Linked DNA regions of Rattus norvegicus: region 2 is linked to region 1. A link is a contact called in public Hi-C data. All regions are on one chromosome and are shown on one strand. The core of a region is the stretch at or near the end of the contact, and the rest is flanking DNA. Distances in the headings are between cores, read along the strand shown.

The links. A called contact is a pair of places that touch in the nucleus more often than the background predicts.
Region 2: a contact with region 1 is called in a Hi-C map of the A7r5 cell line, with 3 times the contacts expected there. The contact joins the enhancer-like site here to the promoter of Asap1 in region 1. A contact is called at or near these places in 2 of 12 Hi-C or Micro-C datasets (the A7r5 cell line and the Rat2 cell line).

The regions. Positions count from the first base shown.
Region 1 is chr7:97,978,208-97,985,930 of GRCr8, reverse strand. Asap1 (ArfGAP with SH3 domain, ankyrin repeat and PH domain 1) reads left to right here and starts at 3,981. Exons shown (of 30, transcript NM_001044245.2): 1 at 3,981-4,068.
Region 2 is chr7:98,083,785-98,091,507 of GRCr8, reverse strand. No RefSeq gene overlaps it. Among named protein-coding and RNA genes, the nearest start is that of Asap1, 110 kb to the right of the region's middle. Within about 2 kb of position 4,282, at least 7 of the 93 cell types and tissues checked have an H3K27ac peak or open chromatin away from gene starts, as enhancers often do. A contact at or near this core is called in the A7r5 cell line, where this site is marked.

The sequences.
Region 1 (7,723 bases), core at 2,732-5,231:
GCCTGGCCCCTACCCCAGCCCTGCAAAGCCTGAGTCTCTTACCCACACTCACACCGCCTTCTCTGCACTAAGCACAAACAGGAACTCATTATCTTCCTCCTCAGAACCTTCTCCTTCTTGCTCTTTATGATGGTTAAAAATACCCCCTCCTCCTCCTCACAGGTGAGCAACATTGTCCCTCCTAGTGTGCCCTGCACCCCCAGCAGCCAGCATACAGTGCCAGCTGTCTCCTAACTCTTTGCTTAGCCTCACTGCTCCTGATTCACTAACATACTTGGAGCTAAAATAGCTTCTTATTCTGTTTTCGTCATGAGGTTGGAGGCGTTTTATATCAACCTCATTTAATTGTCCAGATCACGAATTTCGTAAGGAATTCAACTAGGAGAGCTTTAAAGACCCACCTACTTCCCAGTCTGTGAATCTAGGATAGATTCATGATGGTCTGAATACCACCAACTGGCCTTCGCCTCCAGTAGACAAAGTGGTTTTCCAATAGTTCAGAGACTGCCCCATCCCACTCTCCTCCGTGTGGCCCCCCAGTTCTGCCTCTGTAACTGCAACTGCTCCAACAGAACCTTCCCGTCACCCACAGATCCTGGCATGCCTGGCCATCTTTAAGAAGCCTCCACCTTTGCCTCCCACGTGCTAGACAGCCACATTTCTCAAAAGAGTTGTCTACACTTGCAGTCTCCCACTCATCCCTCAACCCACTGCAATCTGGCTTCCAATCCCTTTCCTCCATCCACACAGCCCTGGTAAAAGTCAGTAGCTGTGTAACTGTCCAACGCAATACATACTCACCTTTTGGTCCTCACTACACTGAATTTTCTGGGATATTTATGAATGTTGGCCATCTCTTCTCTTTGGGAGTAATTTCTTCCCTTGACCCCCCTGGTCTTTTCCTGCTTCCTTCTTCCTGCTATTTAAGGATATATTCAGCTACAGCTGGTACCCATGGCTTCAAACGCCAGGAAAGGCAGTATGGGTAGCAAAGAGTGTGGCGTCTACAGCTCCTCCACTCACTAACTGGCCTCAGTCAAGTCTCTCAACATTCAGATGCCTCAGTTTCCTTAACTATAAAGTAGTGCAAAAATGTTTTTGTCTTTTTGTTTTCTGGTACTGAACATGCACCCTTCTTCTAATGATGCAGAACCTTCCAGTATTACCCAACTATGAGGCCTGTTTTGCTGTCTTGGCTCACTCACATAGGGAGTGCCCAGACAGTCAGTAACCATGGATGTGTAGATAATTGCTGTTTTGAATTGAGTTGTCCCAGAAGCAAACCTGAAGACCAGGAGTTAGGTGCGGTTACTTCATCTGGGGAAGTGAACCCAGGAAGAACAAAGGAGGGGGGGGAGAATAGTGAGAGGATGGGTTAAGGCAGTTACTGCTGGAGGCCACTGGACTCAATCCCATGATGATCCTCTGAGAACAATCTAGAGATCATTTAGACCTGCCCCTCCGCCCCCATTAGAGAACAGAGGACTTTATCCCCTTGTGGGCTGGGGAATTGTCCTAGGGGTATAGGGTACTAGGTGAGGCAGATCCTACTACCTTGAAGAAACTCCAAGCAAAGAGATGTGTGCCGGAGGGGGACAGAGGGTAGCTGCAGATGTTACTAGAAGTGAGTCCAGGTTATTAGAGCCAGCTGTCACCTAGACACACACTCATTGTTCCGAATACTTTAAGCCCTGCCCCCCGGCCACTTCCAGAAAGTGTCACTCAACTTCTTGGTACCCCGTACCCAAACCCATACAGTCCCATGGCCTGATCCTGATGACACCTTATCTCTTATTAACTTCTCAATGGCAATTTCTTCCTTGTCTTTTTGGAGAACAAATGCATGCCCAGAAACTATTGTGTCCCCTGATCAATGTTAAACGGATTAAATTCACCTTGGTCCCAAGGCCTTGCTTAGAGAAAGTGGTCATTAATGTGGAGTCTTCCCTTCATTTCACTGCAGAAAGGCTTACCACTTAATACAGCATCGAATACAACAAGTAATCTTTTTGGTCTTTGAGGCTGGGTCTCAAGTATCTTAGATTAGGTTCAAATTCCCTGTGTATCTAAACAGGACCTTGAATTCCTCATCCTTCCAAGTAAGCTGGAATTACAGGCATGTGCCACCATGCCCTGGCCAAATAGGTAGGACCTTTAATGAACAGAGATGCTAGGGGGGAAGCACGGAGGAGGGAATAATTAACTGCTGATGTGCCAATGAGACTACATTCCATCAACTGACAGTCCTAATTATTCACAGCGTTAAATTCTCAGGGCCATTAGTAGAGCCCATTGGCGCTTCTTCTGTTACACTGAACAATCCACGTCAAGTCTCTGAGTGAAGGATTCAGGGAGCTGAGAGAGAGAGTGTATTGCCATGCTTGGATGACAGATAGATCTGGATCTCTAGTCTATGCCCCTCACATCCAACGTGTACTAATTGAGGGGCTCCCATGTGCTAATTCGGCACTGTGAGTCAGAACAAAAGAGACAGTCAAGAATTCTGGGATGGGATGCTGGGGGAGGTGATGGCGATGACGGTGTGGGGGCCAGACCCAAGTGGATCAAAGGGTTAGGGGAACTGTGAGGGCCCAACTTCTGCTCTGTGATTTATCTGTCAACTTCAGACCGGTAGAGGTTCTTTCCCAAATGTAGATAGGATGGTAGGTGAAGGACAGGAATCCCTGGTTGGGTTCCTGGAGCCCAGCTTGGAGTTTTTCCTGTGACCTGTAACCAGTGAAAGTGTTGGAGAAAAGACATGCATTTGGCTGCCAAGCACAGGTCTGTTCGTCCTTGGGAGACAAGCTGGTACCCAAGTTTCAGTTCCCAGCATGTTCACTTCAGTTCTCGCTTGTACGCACGTGGTCCTTCCTCTAAATCTCGGAGTCAGAGGAATCTGAAACACTCAAGCAAAACCACCAAACTGCAGCCTACAGGTAAAATGTGGCATTTCCTGGGGAAACCACAATGAATCACTCCCAATGGCTGCCCAGACTCCCCTGCTGGTTCTCTTAAACCTCCAGGGGCATCTCAAGGCTTATTAACATGCCCTCCCCGAAGTCTCCCACCCTCAGGTTAAAAACAAAATCTCAAATCTTGTGAGTCCTGGTGAATTTCTAATTTCACCAGAAAAGGGTCTATGCAGTGGCTGACCTTTTCTTCTACAGACAAGACTCAAAGAAAAACAATCACCTGTAATTAAGGAGAAACTGACACCCTTAGGCCAGACCTGCCCCTGAGCTGTGTAGGTCCACACAGACATGCAGAATACACACCCTACAAGTTAGAAGCCTCCTTTCTCTGAAGTCTCTAGATTGCAGCAATACCCAAGCATGGGTATCACCGATGTTGCCAACATCCCTGTCTAAGCATCTTGTTTTCAAATGAAGACTATGACACTCCTTTCTTATTTGAGAAACTGAGGCTTAAGGAAGAATCATTTGCAGGAAAGAGGAAAAGGCCATTCTCCAACCAGGCTTCAGAGACCGGAATGTGCGATATGCCAGATCATCAGTGTGGTGTGCTGACCCAAACGGTTTTCCCTCCAGGCACTGGGTAAAAAGATAGAAATCGACGGGAAGGAACAGGCGAAAGTAGCCTAGGAGAAGTCATGGCGGGATGGGAGAGGCCACAGTCTTCTGGTGTCCTAGCTTTAGCAAGCCCCACTTCAAGGCCAAGGTTCTCTGTTGATAAGCCCCACCTCTGCTCTCTGTGGCCAAGGAGGCCCACCCCATGCATCTCCTCCTGCACGGTCCTACTCCTGAGCCCTGAAGTGTGCCGGCTGGCCAAGGGTTAAGCGCGGCGGGAGCCCCCGGCGCGGGGCAGCGGCGGGCCGGGAGTGCTTAGTCAGGATTCCGATTTCCTGCTGAAGTGTTTGGATTTCCTGCAGCCCGCGCCCGCCGTCGCCGCCGAGCGGGCTCGAGAGAGCGGCTCCGCGTCGCCGGCCTCCTCCTCCTCCCCCTCGGCACATGGTCACCCGCCCCTTCCTGCGCCGCGCTCGGCTCCCGCGCCTCGCCCGGCCTCGCCGCGCCCGTGATGGAATAATGCCCAGCGGCCCGCCCGGTCCCGGTGAGTGGCGAGGCGGCGGGGCGGCGGGAACAGGCGCGGCGGGGCGTTGCACGGCCACCCGGACACCCCTGTGGGCTCCGGGTGTCCCCGTCTGCCCGCAGAGCACCAGCCGGGGGCGTGCGGGGCGCGCGGCCGGCTCTGCAGGGGTTGGCGGGGCGGACCGGGAACTCCGCTGCCGCAGCGCCGGAGCGCGCGTTCTCCTGTTCCGCGGAGGCGACTCCGGTTGGGGGCGTGCGCCCAGGGCGCAAGGCTCCCAGCTCAGGGAGGAGGCCCGGGCAGCCGCTGGGGCGCTCTCGGAGTCCGCTGGGGCGCTTTCTCTGTCCTCCCGGGCACTCTCCCCTCCCATCGGGGCTCTCCCTTCCCTCGGGCGCTCTCCCGGCCCTCTGGGGCGCTTTCCTTCTCCTCCCCGGCACTTTTCCCGGTTATCCCGGGGCGCTCTCTGAGCCGCGCGGCGGGGAGGCGCGGGCTTTGGCCGCCGCATTGTCTCTGGCGCAGCGGAGGAAAGTTCCCCTCGGCGTGGGTCCCGGCCTGGACATGGCGCTGCCAGGCAGGCCCCAGACCACTAAAAGCAAAAGAAGCCGGGAATGGGGGTGGTAATCCCCCGTGGGAACCGAGAAGTGCCTTGTGTCTTCCGCTTGTACAATTTTGGAACCTGATGCTTTTTATGAGAGCAACAGTAAGTTTAAACGAAACGGGGGGAAAAAGAGAAACTCGCTGGTATCTGGTTTTCTACTGTTTAATTCATCCAGATACATCATCTCGCGCCCTCGTAGGGCGGGTTCATTTTATCAAGGAGAGGCTTAGCTAAGTCTAGACCAAGTTAACTTGACCTTACCCTTAGCATACTGATGCAAAAGACCATTTTCCTCCTTGTATCGACTCCATCAGGTTGTTTTAGCAGAATTGATTCTAGGATAGCAGTGATACAGGATTGCTGAGTAATGTTTTGAGACTGTAAAACACAGAATTTAGTTTTTAGGCCAGTTTCATGTCTGTTCTAGCCTGAGTGGCCAGGTCTTCTTGCTCGGCCACTAGAAGGCCTTTGGGAATGGGGCTGAGGGGGCCATAGAAGAAAAGAATCTCGGAAAACAACTGTTTTCTCTTTTAATGTGGAAGAGTTTCAGAAAGAGACCTGTTTTGTCTAAGGACACAACTACTTGGTGGCCTGGCTGGGAATAGCTAACTTCCAAGTCTATAAACTCTGGGGCCTGGCCTCTGTGACTATGCCAGATTGTGATCTGCCAGCCACAAGTGTTACTGTGTCTCTCAACGGTCTCCACTTTAGCACCTTCTCCTGTTCTCTTATCTGTTATTGCCGCCGTTTTAGAGACATGCAGTTATCTCAAAGAACATATTTTGAGATTAGGAGTTTAAAAATTACTGTTTAGAATGCATAATGATTTTAAGTACTCGAAGGATGATTTTAAGAGTTAGCAAAAGAGGAAAAGAAAGAAAAAGAAAAGACATTGTCCAATTTCTGTTCACTGATGCAAGTGGATTTGGGATTCAGCTACCAAATGGATTTGAAATGTATAGTGGTAGTTGTTATATGGGGAATTGCTTTTCTCTAGTCTTCCATTTTTTTTTGTTTCAAACAGACAAACTCCAAACCGGCACTGTCTTGACATAGAATGTGCTGTTGAGATTTTCAGAAGTCTCGATTCTGAGTCCTCCTCTCTCTCTGAGCCAGGCAGCCCACCTAGTTTCCTCTTCTTGAAAGCTGAGTGGCTGGCTTTTCATTTTTAGTATGTGATAATGTTGGAGAGAAAGGACTTTTTCACAAGCTTGCCATTTGGTGAAGGAAATTGAAATTCCTTACACCTCTCCAGTCCTCCCCAACCACAGCCAGATAGATTTTCAATACCAATGCAGGCCTTGCAGGCTAGAGATGAATGTGTGCATTCAAGCCTAGCCTTCCTAGTCTGGGCCCTCCTCCCAGCTGGCTGCTCCATGTTGTTCCCAGGTGGCTGCGGTCTAGGGGAAACGAGAGCCCCTTGTACCTGTGCTTTTCGTGGGTTTTCCCTACCAAGGTCTCATTGTGTCTGATGGGATCTTCCTGGTCCCTTTACATTTTCTCCTCCCCTCTTCTTTTTCTCTCACTGGTGTATCTGATATGGGCTCCAAGGGCTTTTCTAGAAATCTGCACAAATGATCCTTACATAAGCGATGATGACAGTGACACTAAGCACTTGTTGCGTGCTCTCGACTTGTTGCCTCCTAAGAAGGACCAAGAGAGTGTTAGGGAGATGGCTCAGTGGGGAAGAGTGTTTGCTGTACAAGCATAAAGACCTGAGTTCAAATCTCTAGCATGCATGTAAAAAGCTAGATGCCCTGGTAAATCCACACCCACTGAGTGAGTGGGTGAAGACAGCATGGTTGCCTTGGCCTAGCTTTAGGTACAGTGAGAGACCCCATTTGATCCTGTGTTCACTCCTTGGTATGTGTACTCAGGCAGATGTGCACATGTTCTCTCTCTCTCTCTCTTTCTCTCTCTCTCTCTCTCTCTCTCACACACACACACACACACACACACACACACACACACACACACACACACGGGTCCCCCAAAGAGGGAACTCCTTGGAAGTCTTTCTCAGAAAGGACAGCCTTTCTCAAATTCATGTGGATTGAGTCATTCTTGTATGCAGTAAACATTTGCTAAGTGGCTCCTCTGTGGGAGGTACTAGTCATACAAAGATGAATAGCACCCTGTTCTCAAGGCCTCTTCTTTTCAGCCTCATCTTTCATTGTCAGGATTATGCTCTTTCATTTAATTAATCAATTCCACAAACATACATGGAACACCTGCTCTACGGCTAAGCCTTGCATGGAGTCCCCTTGAGATGGTGATGAACAGGATAGATGAGGCCCCGCCCCCCTGGGGCTGGCATTCCATAGAGGACCTGGACATCTGGGAAGAAGCTGGGAACTTCTAAAGAATGAACACTTGTAGGATGTAAGTTACCCAGGAAATCAGAGAGCGAAGAAGAGGATGTGAGTGCAGTGTCGCTTCTTGGTTTACCAGGGAAAGCCACGTCTGAGGCTGGAAGTTAGAGGAGTAGCTAGGCCGAGCTGTAGGGGAAGGACATTCGGAGGAAATGGATGGGAATATACAAAGTCTTCTGTGCACAGGAGGGCTCCAGGGAGTGAGCAGAGTCAGGAGCCCCAAGGTGAATACCGCAAGGTGAGGATGAGAAGTATTTTAGAGCCCAGTTCACAAAGTTTGGCTTCTCCCACCATTCCTGAGTTTTGTCTCAGGAGTAGACTCTGACATTTTTAAGAGTCTGCTTCATGAAGAGTGGGTCACAGAAACAAAGAGAAGATCCAGCCAAGCTGCCTTAGGTTGCTGCTTTGCTCTTCCGGGAAAGGGTGATAGAGTAGACCCAAGTGGTGTCTAGAGAGATGATGTGGCATGGTTGGGGATAGGGAGAGGGAGGACTCAGACATGAGTCCTCTGACTCTGTCTCGAGCAGCTTTGGGCACAGTGGCTTCATATTGGGGACAGGAAAAAAATACAGTTATGTTTGTAGGAAAAGGCTTGGTACTGACTGCACTAATGCTGGTCTCCATAGGAAGGTCTCAGGCCTATAGGACGGCAAAGGACCTTAAACGAAGAGAAGACAAGATGGCAAGGCTGGAGATATTGTTCCCGGCC
Region 2 (7,723 bases), core at 3,033-5,532, 110 kb before region 1:
TATAGATCCCTTCTTATATTCCTTTCATGTGAAAAGACTATTTTCCTGACTAGATGAATCAGAAACAGCTAATACTAAGAAATAAATTGTACTGGAAACAGCCAGGGGAAATGACGAATTCTATACATGACTTTTATCTCTTCTTTAATGCTGTATACAAGGGTTACAAGCAAAGCTGATTAATCTTGGCAGCTGAGATTTTCAAAATTTGTACATGAAATACATTTGACCACACAATATAAAAGGGGAAGGATAGAAAGACCTTTGAGATGCATATGGAAAGGATTTAATGTGGATTTAATGAGATATTAAGTGTAAATATCACAATTATAGAGTAACTACTAAAGGTAGAAAATAGAGAAAATATTATTTGGTCTGCTCAGGCTACTTAAACAAAAGACTACAGACTGGGAACATTTTGCACAGTTCTGGAGAATGAACATCTAAGATGAGGAAGCAAATAGGATTGGTAAAAGTTTTGATACTGTGCTGTGGTGACTACCTTCTCCCTGTCTTCACATGGCTTCCTCTTGGTGTGTAAGCAGAGAGGACAACCTCTCCTCCTCCCTCGCTCCCTCCCTCCTCCACCTCATACCTCTTCTTTCAAGGGCCCTATTCCCACTAAGAGGGCCCACCCGTGACCTCACCTAAATCAAAGTGCATCTCAAATGTGTCATCTCCAATTATCAGGCTAGAGGTTAACGTTCTAGCATATGAATCGAAGTGACATGATTCCGTCCAGAAGACTTCAAAAACAAGCAAACAAATGTAATGCAGGGCTGGGTAGCTCAGTATGAGAATACAAAGCCCTGAGCCCCAGCCCCAGCACTGAAAAAAGAAATAGAGAAAAATGTGCAAATGATTCAAAAGATGGCAAGTGATAGAACGTGGAAGAATAAAAACAAATGTCAAAATGATAGAACTACATCCAAACATATCAGGATTCACATGGAGTGAAGTCGTTTTGGAGATAAGGACACCAGGTGTAACTTGATCACAGTACACAGGTACAAGGGGCATAGCAACATTCCTGACCCTGACACCTAGATTCTAGAATGTGAAAAGCTCTCATCACGTTCTCCAAGCAGTCAGGTCTCAGGCCTACTCACAGAAGGGGTACTGGTGGCCATGGTCAGAATCCAGAGGTCAACACACAAAGAGCCAATAGATTCCCTTGCTCCAAATGCCTGAATCCCTGAGATTCTGAGCTGAGCTCACCTCCTGGCTCTTAACTGGCTCACAGAAGTGTCCATATTCCTAAAGGCCAGCCTTTGAAGACAGGGAGAAAGGGCTTCTCCAAGAGGCATCTTGCAGGCCCCTTGGAGTAAGTTCCAGATGTTGTTACCAAGACCCAGCCAGGGAGTCTGGATGGAACTTCACAACAGCCTCCTGTGAGTAAAAAGCTGCCTTAGTATGGGCACCCTCCACCCTGCAATGCCCTATGTTGCCTTGTCTATTTCTTCATCCTTCAGACTGAGGGGAGAAAAGAACTCCTAAAGAACCTTCAACCATGATTTCAACAAGTGATAGGTTACAATCTGCCTAAGACAACATGAGACAGAAAGTGATGTCCTGGGTGGGACGCTCTGTAAGTATTCTCTCTCTGAGCCTAATTCAGGAAGAACCAGTTACTCCTGGACCACCTCCAGGAAACTATCAGGTGGGTGTGTTTCCAAGAACTGGCTACACTTCTCTAAATCCCCAGAGAATCGCTTCCTGTCAATCAGCCTCAGAGTGATTACAATAAAACCCCAGCATTCCTTTATAATAATAATAATAAATGCAAGTACCATCTGTCATGCATCTAATTGGCAGGCGAGGTAGCTTTTATTATTCTTTTGATAATGCTAATAATGACTAGCCTAGTGTGCCAGCCCCTGTGCTAAGAACCTTCAGTGAATTCTTTCATGAAATCCTTCCAGTAAACCTGTGTGGCAGGTAATATGATTTCCCATTTCTTAGTAAGAGGTCTGAGGCTCAAAGAAATGAATCAACAATACAAGCAAGTAAGACAGAGGGCAGAACTGGAGGCTAATTTTGTCTCACCGTGAAAGCTTATTCTGGTAGCAACATCCTAAAAGATGGCAGCAGTATGCTAGTATGTTGTTTAGAAAACTAAGAATATTTATACTTACTCTTTGACAGCTTCATAGTACATGTAATATATGTTGCTCGTTTCTCCCCCAACTCTTCCCTCTAACCCCCAGACTTCCCCCTCATGACATATTCTCCCCCCACCTTCATGTGCATTTTTTAAAGATTAATGTATATGAGTATGCTGTTTTCATGCACACCAAAAGGGAGCATCAGATCCCATTACAGATGGTTATGAGGCACCATGTGGTTGCCGTGAATTGAACTCTGGACCTCTGGAAGAGCAGCAAGTGCTAGAAGAACAGCCAGTGTTCTTAACTGCTGAGCCACCTCTCCAGCCCTCTTAGCATTTCTGATACAGGGAAAAATATTACCATCAGAAACCCCCAGTAAGGGCTGAAGAGGTGGCTCGATGGTTAATAGCACTAACTGCTCTTCCAGAGGTCCTGAGTTCAAATCCCAGCAACCACATGGTGGCTCACAACCATCTGTAATGAGATCTGATGCCCACTTCTGATGTGTCTGAGGACAGATACGGTGTACTTATATATAATAAATAAATAAATCTTAAAAAAGAAGAACCTGATATCTTAAAAGAAAGAAGGACAGAAAGAGAGAGAAAGAGAGAGAGCGAGAGAGCGAGAGAGCGAGAGAGCGAGAGAGCGAGAGAGAGAGAGAGAGAGAGAGAGAGAGAGAGAGAGAGAGACCCAGTAAAGTGAACCCATAAGGAAGAGCAAACTAAAAGGAAAAAACCTCATCCTTGTGGGTAGAAAGGGGCTCAGTATATAAAACCATGGCCACCTGAGTTTGGATCTGATGGACCAATCAGATTAGCTGAAGTCAAGCTCTTGCCTCTTGCATACCTCTTAACCATTGCAAGATGGCATACCCAGCCAGCCCTCAACAGACATGAACTCCTCAACCTTGGACTGTCCACCTTTGAGATCTATAAAAAAGAAATCTCTGATTCCATTACAGCTGTCCAGAGTAGACCAAGACAATCCCTGCTGATTTGGAGCAGTCTGAGACAAAAATGGTGCCATGATGCTTTCCTGACCAAATGCTTTCACAGCACCCACGAGCTCATGAGAGACAGCTCACAGTCTCTAACCAGGCCTCTGTTCTTCCCTTAGTTTTTACTGACTTGACCCCATTCTGTTTCTTAGAGGACAACATATGCTTTCTCACATTTGGACCTGCACCTGAACTCCTCTTTTTGCTGAGAATGTTCTGGTTGCACATCTGTCTGTCCTTTCCCAGCCAATCTTAGGTTTAACCCTAGTCATTTGCATCTGAGGCTGTGTTTGGTGTGTTTGTGAGTGCTTCCTTTGTCTTGCTGACTGTTCTATACGCTTATATATTTGTTCATGTCCCTATTAGGCTGCAAATGTTTGCAAAGATGTGAAACTTGTTTGCTTTGTTCAGAGTGCTGTCGGATAAAACCTAACACAAAATATGCTCATTGGATATGGAACCTGATGGTGGCTAGTAATAGTCATGCAGTGTCACTCTCTGGATTGTGGGTAGCAGAGTTTGACTAGAAATTCAATATTGCTGAAAGACTTGGGTTTCTCTGTGTGTGCACAAAGGGTCTCCCCCTGAATATGTAGCTGGGCTGCTGTCTAGCAAGCTCTGGATCCTATCTCCGCTATCTCCACGGTTCTGGGGTCATAAGTGGAGGATTAGACACACTGGCTTAGGCGCATAGGTGATGTTGGGAACAAACTACCAGGAGCCCCAAATGGGTTGAAGTAGAGAAAAAATGCAAATAAGACAGAGGATAAAAAATGCGATAATGAGATTCCCATAAAAATAGGAAAGAAGAGACAAAAAGGAAATGGAGGGAAATTGTACTTAGATCAGAATCTGAAAAGGTTTAGGTACCTAACCATGAGCAGCAAGGGATAAGCGACTCCAAAAACTGGTCTCAGAGTCAGCAGAACTGCCTTAGGTTCCGTATTGTGTTTAGGAGGGTTTTGGGATGGTGTTAGTATAGTTGTTGATGTCACTGTCATTTTTACTGTGACAGGGCCCTTAAACTGCTATGCAGCCAAAGATGGCCTTGAACTCCTCATCCACCTACCTCTACCTCCTGTGTGCTGAAATCAGAGGCTAATCCCACCACATCCAGTTCATGCTGTGCTGAGAGCCAAACTCAGGATGCTTTCACACTTAGCAAGCATTCTACCAACGGAGCTATAGCCCCAGACTGTTTGCTGTTTCTAAAACATCTTTGTTGATCGCATGCAATACAAGTAACCTTTTGACTATGTACAATTTAATGTAGTTTGTTACTATTATATTCAGAGAATTGTATAGTTGGGCCTATCAATTTAAGATTGTGTTTTTCATTGCCCCAAAAGGAAACCCAGTATCTTCTAGCTGTCATCCCCCACGTCCATCCTCTCCAGCTATTATAGAAAACCACTAATCTACTTTCCATCTCCATGGATGACTCGTCCATTCTGGGCATTTTATACAAATGGAGTCATACAGAATGTGGTCTCTAGTGACTCACATATTTCTTTTAGTATAATGTTTCCAAGTTTCATTCAAGTTGTAACATCTGACAAGTATGCCATTCCTTTCGATTTCTAAATATTACTCACCTGTACAGTCCCACATTTAATTCATTAAGCAGGAGGAGGGCACCATCATCTCTCATGGGAGCTACCGCCTACCCTTGTCCTATTGATAGTCTTGGAGCCCATCATACCATATGACTGTACCCGCAGAACTTCTCCTTACTCATGTTATTAATCCAAACACACAGCCTAGTAAGGGACTCTTTGTAGTTCATGCCCAGTACATATCCAAGTTCCATTCTACCGTATTTCTGGAAGTTCCTCAAATATATCTTGTTCACATGTGCCTTCATAATAATTTCCCCCAGGAGAACCATGAGACCAGAGTCATCTTTGTCAGTTTTTCTCATTAATATGTCCCAAGCACCTAGAAGAATGTGTAGAATGAAGTAGTTGCTCAGTAAATACCAAGCCTGTAAATGTTTTCATTTAAGTGTGCAGTCTCAAAGGTTTTTCAAGTGATTCTCTCTCCACTACTAAGGTTTTTAGGTAACTCCCTCACCTTGAGTGTGGCCTGGACTAATGACTTGTTTTCTTATTTAGTTTTGACTATTTCTAACTGGAATGTTCTTGAAACTCATTATGTAGCTGTATAGATAACCTCAAACTCTTGATCCTCCCACTTGCACCTCCTTAATTCTATAGTCCAATCATCACTACACCTACTTGTCCCACCTCCACATCTATTGAACTTCATTATGCAGTTTGAGTTAGCCAGTATATAGTAGACAGACAGACAGATACATAGATACATGGATAATAGATAGATCATTGATAGATGATAGATAGATAGATACATACATACATAAATGCATAGATAGATACATAAATACATAGATAGATACATAAATACATAGATAGATACATAAATACATAGATAGATATATAAATACATAAATAGATACATAAATACATAGATAGATACATAGAAAGGTCCCAGATTGACCTCAAACTTAGGATCTTCTTGCCTTAGCCCGAGGGTTGGGATTATATGTATATACCTACCATTATAGCCAGATTTTAATAACTTATCTCTAACTGACTAAATCTTAGCTACAGGATGTTACATTTAAGACATTAAATATCATCTTGTGCTCCCTCAATTGCTCAGGCTAGGATAATCATGCTGCTGTCTTGTGTGGAGGCCTGCCTGCATGGCTCAGTGAAGAACTAAGGCTCTAACTCCAGCACCCCATGAGATGTTAAGGGCCTCAGTCCTACAGCCTGTAAAAGGATGCAGCCTGCCCTCTGTCACAGTTGTAAACACACGAGTTGATCTCCCAGTCTCTGGTTGAATCTTGAGATGAGACTGAGCCCTGAATGTCAACCTGACTACATTCTCATGAGTGACGTGATGGCAGAAACATCTGCTAAGCTACGGGGATTCTCGACCCACAGAACCTGTAAGAAAATGCTTACTCTAAGCTGTACAGAAGTAAACAACTAACAGATTTAGGTGTAAGAGTGGAGTGTTTACCTGACAAAAGTCTAGAATGTGGGATTGACCTTAGAACAAGGCAAAAAAGTTTAAGCAATACTAAGAAGTGTTTAAATCACACTTAGGGCTAATGAACACAAATGAACAAAGTGCTTGTCACACAAGCATGAGAGCCTGAGTTCAGATCACTGGTACTCATATAAATAACCAGGCTTTGTAGTGCATGCCTGTCACCCTAGCACTGGAAGACAGTCTAGCCAATCAGTGAGCTCCAGGTACAGGGAGAGACCTTGTCTCAAAAAACAATTATCACATGCATGCATACATACATAAATGCATGCAAACATGTATTCAAAGACACCTAAACAAATAAAAAACTCCTTGAAGAGTACAGAATTTTGGACTTTAAGAACATAGGAATCAAAGAAAACCTTACTGGAAGCTGAGAGATGGTTCAGCAGAAATCTCAGCAACACTCTCTGCTGTAGTTATGTAGGAAGTAGAGTAGAGCCAGCAAACTGCAATGTCTCCTTAAGAATCTTCCCAGGCAAAGCATTAAGAATCCATCCTGCTTCTTCCTACTGCTTACAATAAAATGTGAGAGGAGAGGGCCAAACTGGGGAATGGGCCATCAAAAAAATGGAGCTAGGGCTTAATGATTCCGAAAGCTTTCATCTCCCTAGATTGTAAACAAACCTGAAAGGTAGAAAAAATTTATAAGCAAAGATCAAACCCAGGACAGTGCCTAGAAAACATGGTCTGTAGATAGAGCAGGGATGTGGGCAAGCCACAGCCACAGCCCCGCCTGGTAGCCTAGTGGACAGCAGGATCCCAACTGGTGGCTCCCAGATTCCTGGCTGAATTAGTCAGAGCTCTGTAAAGTACCAGAACTAATGCAATGAATATATATATATGTGTGTGTGTGTGTGTGTGTGTGTGTGTGTGTGTGTGTGTGTGTGTGTGTGTGTGTGTGTGTGTGTATATGAATATATATAAGTATATATGAATATATATTATGGAATATGTTAGAATGACTTACAGGCTGCAATCCAACTAACCCAACAATGACCAGCTGTGAGTGGAAAGTCCAAAAATCTAGTAGTTGCTCAGTCCCAAAATGCTGGGTGTTTCGGCTGGCCTTCTGTATAGGCTGGAATTCTGAAGAAGTAGGCTCCAGTGGATGTGCTGGTAATGAGAGTCCAAGCAGGCAAAGAACAAATGAGCCCTTCCTTCTTCCAATGTCTTTATATAGGTATCCAGCAGAAGGTAGGGTTCAGAATAAAGGTGTGCCTCAAGGTCTGGATTAAATGCATATGCCAAGCAAAAGCATGTGTCATCCCACCTCAAGATTTGGATCTTCTAGCCTCAAAGTCCAGATCACAGGCTTGTCCTCCATTTCTGGATTGTACTTCATTCCAGATATAGTTTAGTTGACAAGCAAGAAAGACCATCACACTGACCAATAGGATTATGTGATGAGGGGAGCTAAGTTCAATGTTCAGTGCTAAGTATGGGGGGTGGTGATTCATTACACAGCAATGGCACACATATATAAAGCTTCTACACAAATGGACACTACAGGGAGAGGAGCGTTTTAAACCAAAGC